3 separate regions of the Zea mays genome follow, and regions 1 and 2 are each linked to region 3. Evidence: chromatin contacts called from public Hi-C data. All regions are on one chromosome and are shown on one strand. Each heading gives the region's core, a stretch centred on a gene start, on an enhancer-like site or on the middle of the called end of the contact. The rest is flanking DNA. Distances are from core to core; before and after follow the strand shown.

Evidence for each region. Hi-C and Micro-C count contacts between places; a contact is called where the count stands out from the background.
Region 1: a Hi-C map of leaf mesophyll shows a contact between it and region 3, with 3 times the contacts expected there. The contact joins the promoter of LOC100280762 here to the promoter of LOC100274066 in region 3. A contact is called at or near these places in 14 of 25 Hi-C or Micro-C datasets (bundle sheath, ear, endosperm and 5 more) and 1 of 3 datasets of contacts at active chromatin or transcription factors (leaf).
Region 2: a Hi-C map of root tip shows a contact between it and region 3, with 6 times the contacts expected there. The contact joins the promoter of LOC542264 here to the promoter of LOC100274066 in region 3. A contact is called at or near these places in 4 of 25 Hi-C or Micro-C datasets (bundle sheath, endosperm, leaf and 1 more).

What each region holds. Positions count from the first base shown.
Region 1 is chr4:183,735,934-183,738,633 of Zm-B73-REFERENCE-NAM-5.0, forward strand. LOC100280762 reads right to left here and starts at 1,447. Exons shown (of 4, transcript NM_001153683.1): 1 at 1,004-1,447; 2 at 779-846; 3 at 475-681; 4 at 1-259. The coding sequence starts at 1,444. The coding sequence ends at 184.
Region 2 is chr4:183,571,337-183,574,036 of Zm-B73-REFERENCE-NAM-5.0, forward strand. It overlaps LOC542264 (nitrite reductase2), which reads left to right and starts at 1,368. Exons shown (of 4, transcript NM_001397120.1): 1 at 1,368-1,910. The coding sequence starts at 1,505.
Region 3 is chr4:184,081,584-184,084,283 of Zm-B73-REFERENCE-NAM-5.0, forward strand. It overlaps LOC100274066, which reads right to left and starts at 1,364. Exons shown (of 1, transcript NM_001148445.1): 1 at 1-1,364. The coding sequence starts at 952. The coding sequence ends at 212.

The DNA.
Region 1 (2,700 bases), core at 197-2,696, 350 kb before region 3:
GTCATTCTACAAGTCTACTCCGGAGAAAAAAGCAAGGCAGATGTTGAATGGTGGTTAGCTTAGCTAGCCTATAAAGCTCCTTTGCCTTTTCTCCTTTCCGTTATGTTTTTTTGGCGGCATCTTTTCTTTTTTTCTCCTCACTTTCTAGCTAGTAGTAGCTTCACCTTGCACCGCACGCTCGCTTCAGATGCTGACCCCTGGCGTCCACTCGAACCGGCCGGCGTCGAGGGGCACGCCGCGGACGAAGTCGAAGTTGTACCTGCCATCGCAAGGTAGATCGCAAAAGCACGCACGTCAGGTTAGCAATTCAGCACACCCCGGCCGGCCGCGGTAAGCCACGGCACGCGCGCGCCGCGAAATTAAGCACGGGGAAAGAAGTTTGCGTGCGTAATTCCTGCATGCTACGGAGAACACGCGGTAAAAAAATGTTTTCTGGACGCCGGTATATAGCTTGGCGAGGCCGAGGAGTCTTACTTGGAAGCAAAGCGTTTGGCATGGGCCGCCTCGGCGGCCGCGAAGAATTCCTGGATCTCCTGTGCTGGCGGCACGATCAGCTCCGCAGCCGATGTTGTTGTCGCCGGCGACGACGAGCAGCCAGTCTTCTGCCGCCCCACCAGATCCGACTCCAGATCGCTGAGCTCGCCGCCGTGCGCCCGGCTCGACGATGGCGTCGTCTCTCTCCTGAGTTTCCAAAAACCCACGAGCGGAACGACGTCAGGAGCACGGTGGGAGGCATAATTCAGCAGGATTGGAGAGAGACAAGAGAGGATTCTCCAACCTCTCGCGGTCCGGGACGCTCCCCGAGTTGCTCGCGGTGACGACATCCGGGACGTGATCCCCGTCAACCTGTTAGAGTTAGAGCCCGCACAATTCAGCAACGGGGGAGGGAGGCATCCGAGATCTCGCGAAATTCAGCAACGGGAGGCGCGCGCCGGAGATCTCGGGCAGGCCGGTTTAGAATTCGAATAGTTCTAGGGTTTCTCGGGCTCACAGTCTCACTCACCTCCGCAGGCGCAGCGTCGGAGCGGCAGGCGTGGCCCCCGACGTCCACCGACGACGCCGTGCTGGAGCAACGCGAGAGGCCAGCCGCGAGCGCCACCACCCCGCCCTGCTGTGCCGCACCAGCAGCCTCCACCGGCGTCAGAGCCGCCGACGGTTGCTGCTGAGGTGCTGCCATGAACAGCATGCGGCTCCGCAGGTGGATGTAGCAGCAGCTTCCGCCGTCCCCACCACCAGCGCCCACGGCACCAGGCTCCCCCGACGTCGTCACGTTCGCGGCGGGCAGCAGCGCCTTCTTCCTCCTCGGCGGAGCGACCTTCGCGACACCGCCGCCGGTCGCCGCCGCGGACCTGGACCTCGTCCGGACGCCGACGACCTGCGAGACCTCGACTGCGGCCACCCCCTCGCCCGCGGCCCCCCTGCGCTTGCGCATGTACTTCCCCATCTTACGGAACGCCGCCGCAGCACTGCCTTCTTCTCGCTTGCTTCTCTTGGCCGGTTCCTCTTTTTCACTCCCACTCCCACTCGGCCACTCCCACGCCTGCGCGGCGCTGCCTGCAGGCTGCAGCCGCTTGCGCTTTGGATTCTACTACAACAATCACGCACCCGTCGGGCGCTCGGGTGCGCCTACAAATATAAGATGCCGCGGCCGAGGGGAATGGATCCGGATCCGACGGCCAGGATCGGCCCTTCCCTGACGGCGACGTTAGCCGGATCTGTCCGTTGGGGGAGCGCCCGCACGGCGCTGGTCGCGTGCGGCCGGCCCCACCTACCGCGGCCGGTACGCTCGGCCTCGGCGCCTGGCACACGGGGGTGGGAACGGCGTGCAGTGCAGGTGCAGCCCACAAACGGAATGTAGCGGGGGAAGCTTCGACGCCTGGCACACGGCACGCGTAATTATTTTTACCAGACAGCCCCTGCGGGTCTCAGCCTGACACGTGCAGTGCGGCGGATCGGACGGCTGGCATGCCGTTGGGTGCCCGTGCCCAGGAGGGGTTTCGAATTCGAAAATCTTAACGGCGAGGAGCGGAACGGTGGCGTGCTTAACCGGCCGCGCCCCGTACTGTACAGTTCGCAGAGAGGGACGTTGCGATTCTTGCGTTACAGGCTTTGTTCCCGTGGACAGAACGTTACGGACGTCAGGGGCTCCGTTGCAGAGGTGCAGCCTTATTACCCGACGAACGAAAGAAACTGGGATGTTGTGGTCCGGAGCAGGCGACGCAGTAGAGAAGTGGAGGAGGATAGGTAACTCCTGAAAGTTTCTCTCTGAAAAAGCGTGCTGTTTAGCAGCAGGGTTGGGGCAGGACGGGCCCGGTCCAGCGAACAGTGCAGGGAGGCGGGTTCTATCCGCCTGTGACTGACGAGAGCCTGTCGGACGGAAGAGCTCTGCTGCAATTCTCTCTCTCTCTCTCTCTCTAGTACGGTGCTTCTGATAATTTTCCCAGTACACTCGCGATTGGTTTTTTTTATGAAACTGTTAGATGCGATGCAATGCAATGCAGCGTCACAGGTCAGATGGGCAGTTAGAAAAGATAGACATAATTAGGGGGCCGGCGCCGGGCACCACATCGCCCAGACCATGACACCATTTCGATGGGCTGCGGCGTGCACGTGCGTCATCTACCTAGTAGAGGTGGTGATAGGGTCTAGATTCTACACTATAAAATTTAAAAATCAAATCGAATTATGGTCGATCTCTAT
Region 2 (2,700 bases), core at 118-2,617, 510 kb before region 3:
GCTCCTGCTCCGCCAATGGTTACATGTTGCCAAAACCATCGAAGTCTGGTAAGAGTAGCATGATTTCTATTGCATAGAGCGGCCCCGTTTGGACAGCACATTTTAGAGGAACCATACAGAAATTGGACCAATTTTGCGTAAAAGCATAGTAGGAATTAGGAAACTTTCCAAAGCAGACCCCGCACTATCCCGTCCCCGTGCCCGGTGCCCCCCTGTTCCCATCCGCTGCAACGGCAAGCACGCAGATTCGCAGACACGATGGATCTCCCGACCCCGTCTGTCGCCGTCCCTGGGATGCTCAGACCTGTTATCCCGGCCGCCGGCAAGGATGCGACGTGAAGCCACTCCAGTCCTCTCCCTACTCCCGCTGCTCCCCTCCTATCGTCGCTCTGGAGACAGATCTGCTCGCCGTCCCCGGTCCTCCTTGTTGCCATCCCTTACCTCCTCCAGGGCTCGTGGCCGAGACGCGCCCCCGGGCGGGGAAGGTTGGCGTTGTCCAAGAGGCGGCCGCGCGCCCCGCTGTCTGGCACATGACGATGGATGTGCACGGCCGCACAGGACACGTCGCCCGCCCTTGCACGCGCATCAAAGGACAAAGGCCGGTCGCGGCGTATGGCCTGGGCTCCAAACGTGTGGCCGCTGGAGCCCCCCAAGCCAAGGCACGGTGCCATCTCGGCCGTTGCTGCCTGCTCGGTAAGCCCTGGCTCAATGTCATGCAAGTAAGCAGCCCAGTAGTACCGGGCGACCCGGTTCGACCAGATGGACGCAGCAGGAGCTATCAGAGAGAAGCCAGTGCACGGCACGCCTCGCGCCGGACCCGGTCCCGTGCGCGGGCGTCTCGCCGACGAGCGACACCGACACCGACCCTTTGGGCGGCTCATGGGGCGCCTTGCATTGCCGGTGTATCTATCACGGGTTCATGTACGTGGCCTCGGTGTCCCCACATGCTTGCCGCCTGCGCCTGGCCAAACTTTCCGGCTCTTCTTGGCTCTGCTTCAGCAATAAGCAAGCAGCGGCCGAAACTGGGGCAGCTCTTTTCCGCCCCTGTCTCCCCCCTGGTAACGGTTTTGGTGGTCTCCGGGTCCACTTGGATAGATGTGAACGTGTCAGTATGTACTCTCCAGAAAATCGAGCTTCCATTGCTTTAGAGAGGCAGATGCATATATAATTCTTGAAACGCCGCGCTGTTTCTCAACGTAGGTAGCCTCTGTCAACGCGATACAGCAGTAAACATGAGTACAACGTGAGCTCAGAGCCGTCCATGGCGTACGAGGGCACGTCGGTAAAATCTCAACGTCCCGTCCCGTGCCTGCCTGCCATTTCGATTAGTTAGAGGAGCTGCGCCTGCGTCTGCCTGCCCCCTTGAACTCCCCAAGAGCCAAGAACCAGCGCAGCAGCGCGCCCCCTCCCCGCCCCACAATAAAACAGCCACACGCTCGCCACCCATGGCCACCACCACCACCACCACCACAGCACAGGCCCACTGCCACCGCTACCGCTAACCATGGCCTCCTCAGCGTCCCTGCAGCGGTTCCTCCTGCCCTCCTCGCACGCGGCGGCGACGGCGGCCTCGCCGTCCTCCCGGCTGCGCCGCACAGGGCGCGCCCGCGCGGCCGTCTCCGTGCCGCCGCCGGCGGCGGCGGGGGAGCAGGTCCCGACGGAGCGGCTGGAGCCGAGGGTCGAGGAGCGGGCGGGCGGGTACTGGGTCCTCAAGGAGAAGTACCGGGCGGGGCTGAACCCGCAGGAGAAGGTGAAGCTGGAGAAGGAGCCCATGGCGCTGTTCATGGAGGGCGGCATCCAGGACCTGGCCAGGGTCCCCATGGAGCAGATCGACGCCGCCAAGCTCACCAAGGACGACGTCGACGTCCGCCTCAAGTGGCTCGGCCTCTTCCACCGCCGCAAGCACCAGTGTACGTCCACTCCCACTCTGCAACAGGGCTAGTTTACTTGCATGCAGCTCGTAATGCGGCCGAGCCGCTTGCCACTCGTTCGGTCTCGGGCGACTCTGTTCTTCACTTCTTGATGCGCTGTGACGTGCTGTGTCTGCGGCAGATGATTGAACAGGACAGTTGTTCTCTCTGAGACATAATGTCTGCCAATCGTTGCTTACGGCCGGCTTAGAGCTCGCGTCTGAATGTTCGACGCTTCCGTCTGATCGTTTTCGCGCGCTCATGTTTACCTTTTGGGCTGGTTCTGGAATCTGCATCTTGGTTTTGTTTCCCTTTCAGATCTGATTCACGCTGCGTCAACGTGCTTGCAAAGTGGTGAATATGCTGCGTGGGAGGGAGCCTTGTAAAGTAGTCGGACGCATGGGATTTCAGTCCCCTAAAATCACAACCTGTGCTAATCTCACCCGCATAACGACACAAGATCCCCTGCCGACTGTTAAAAACAACAGTTTAGGACGTCATTTCAAAAACAAAAACAAACGCGTAGCTGAACCCAAAAAAAGTCTCAGCTTGAACTCTTGGTAGGCAATAGAAAATTTCCTGTTGGCATCATGGGGTTGGCAGCACTAGCTAGTACTAAATAGAAGCATCCCAGCTGCCAAAGTTCTGTGCTGAATAGAACGTCTGTTCCAAATAAAATACACCTGAGGAGCCAAAGGTCAAGCATCCCAGTTGTTCAAACTGCCACTGTTACACTCCACGCTTGTGAATTGTTTTCCTTTCTTTATCCGTAATGGACTGCTAATCCAAA
Region 3 (2,700 bases), core at 114-2,613:
AACCAGATCAAGAGGTACAAATCACAGCCTACTAGACTGCAACTGATAAGAATATTCCCTGACTCCAGTCCATTACCATGTATTCATTGTGTATGCAGTCGGTTTATAACTGATGTGATGTTGCTGCTCTCCCGGGAAGCTAGAACAGCTTCACTCCATAAAAGCGCCGCTGCAGGCTGCAGCCTTTTCACATTCCATAAAAGAAGCAGAATCAACTCTCCTGATCCTTACGGAGCATCTGCACCAACAATTTGCGTTTGTAGGAGTATGCCGTTGGAGTCCCAGTGATGTCTGAAAGTAAGAGCTTCCTCGCCATGTTCTTGAATTCACAATTGGTAGTCTCATCTGGCCGACTGTAAAACACCCCTTCCTTAAGGTCAAAGGCAGGAGGTGATAGCAGCTCCGTTCTGGTGCTGGTGCCGGCATGGCTGTTGTCCTCGGCGGGGGCAACCTTCTTGACCCCAATAAAAGCTTCAGCGAAGCGGTGGATGTATATGGTGCGGTAGTTCTGCGGCAAGCTGAACGCGCTCAACGAGTCAATTGGGGCGGCAAGAATGCCTCCATGCTTGAGCACCCGATCGGCGAAGGCGAACCTGTCAGCGTCTTCGTTGAAGTACCCGAAATCCAGCAGAAAGTCCACTGACGACTCCCCTATCATCAGCATCCGCCGCAGGTCCTGCTTCGGTGCGGTCGAATCGCAGACGCCATTGGCGACGAGGACGACGGCGCGGGCTCCGTGGACGGGCAGGCCCTCCTGGTGAAGGTCGCGCAGCAGGAGCTCCGCCTGGGCCGCGGCTGCGCCGCACGTGTCGACGGCGCGGCCTCGGGCGGGCGCCTCGGCGGGGCGGAGCCATGGCAGGAAGAGCAGCGCGACGGCAAAGAGCACGGAGCGCGCGAGCACGCGGAGGGCGCGCGGGCCGGGGAGACGGATCACGACGATGTCAGCCGGCATCGCGGACGCCGGGCTGAGCTGAGCGAGAGCGCTGTCTTTTGCCGTTTGAGTCGGCGGTGAAGAGAAGGCCGGCGCGGAAGATGGTGAGGAGGCGAGCTTAGCGGGTGCAGAAGCGAGCGGCGGTGTGGTTGCCACCCACGAGGGCGAGGCGGGCGGGCGGCGCCCGGAGAGTGAGGAGGATGAGCTCCCGGATCCGCTCGGTCTCCATGGTGGTGGATCTGCGCAGTTGGGTTGAGATAGGAGTGGCTCTGCTGTTAGATCTCCATCGGCGGTGGCCGCCGGTGGGATGGTGGTGCGGAATTGGGAGGTTCCGCTTCCGTGTGGGAATTGGGATGGAGGACGGCGGCGAGCGGCTGTGCGCTGCGCCGGAAGTTTATGTTTGGTCTGGACCGCTGGACCGAACGGTTTCGGAACGATTTCGTGGGGTGGATGGTGGATTCTAGCAAAGGGGCCGGATTTCATGTTTGGTCGTTCGTCTCATTCAGTTTTGGGTTGGGTTTTTGGCCAAACTCCGTGTTGAGTATTTGGAAATGGTCCTAATCTCCAAATCATCAAATGGAAGTAGGGCCGTAAACCAGCCAAGCCGGCTCGGCTCGATGTGGTGATTGAGCTCAACTCACTCAACGAACTTCAAAACGAGCCTCACCTCGGCTCGATATCGTCTCCCGAGCCGACTAGGCTTGGCTCGTGAGCAGAGATGATAATGTGTACCCAAAATCTGATGAGTTTTTATCGTATTAGTGTATGAGGTTTGAGTCAATTTTCATACCCATGGATTTGTTAATGGGCATAAATCTAACCCGACGAGTTTATGTGTACGGGTTTGTTTCTACAGTACTCAAACTCGTGAACTCGTGAGTTTTTTAAATCCGACAAAACCTAGTACATGTTGCCATTTTATTTTATAAACGAACAACAAACTTGTTATCTCTCTATTTACTTCCTAATTTACAAATGGTGAATGTATAAATAGTTGGTGAGAGTGTTGCTTGCTTGCTATTTTAGTTTTTACTAGCATTATATATGTGATGGATGGATAACTTAGTGCAAGGTCACTTGATTATACAACTTATTATTTGTATTTCATTCTCTCTACTAATAATTTTTATACCAAATCATGAACTTGTTGTTCATCACATAAATTTTGGACCATGATCTCATTAATCATTACAATACTTATTGATTATGAGAAGAACAAGCATATTGGAGATAAAACCCGCGGGTAACCCATGGGTACCCGCTAACCCGATGGGTACGGGTTTAGACAAAATTTCAAACCGTCATGGGTACGTGTTTTTAATGGGTATAGATATTTTTCAGGGTACGAGTTTGGGATGGCAAAACCCAGCGGGTTTGTACCCGTTGCCATCTCTACTCGCGAGCTGTACCTTTAAAAATAATTTTGTATTGTATAGTGAATTAATAGTCTATAAATATGAAATAAATAATCATAATGTGTCATTATAAAAATCTAAATTATAAATGTCATGTATCCATTATTGACTATTAATAATCATAATGTGTCATTATAAGATTAAGAAACGAGTCAGGTATCTATAAAATTATCTAATATCTATCATTATTGTGTATGTTAATTAATTTTGTGCAGCCGGCTCGCGAGTCAGAGCGGCTCGGCTCGGCTCAGCTCATTGCCTAACAAGCTTGAAAACCTGGCTCGGCTCGTGAGCCGCTCTGAGCTCGAGCCGACTTGCGAGGTTCGAGCTTTTTTCGACACTAAATGAAAAAAC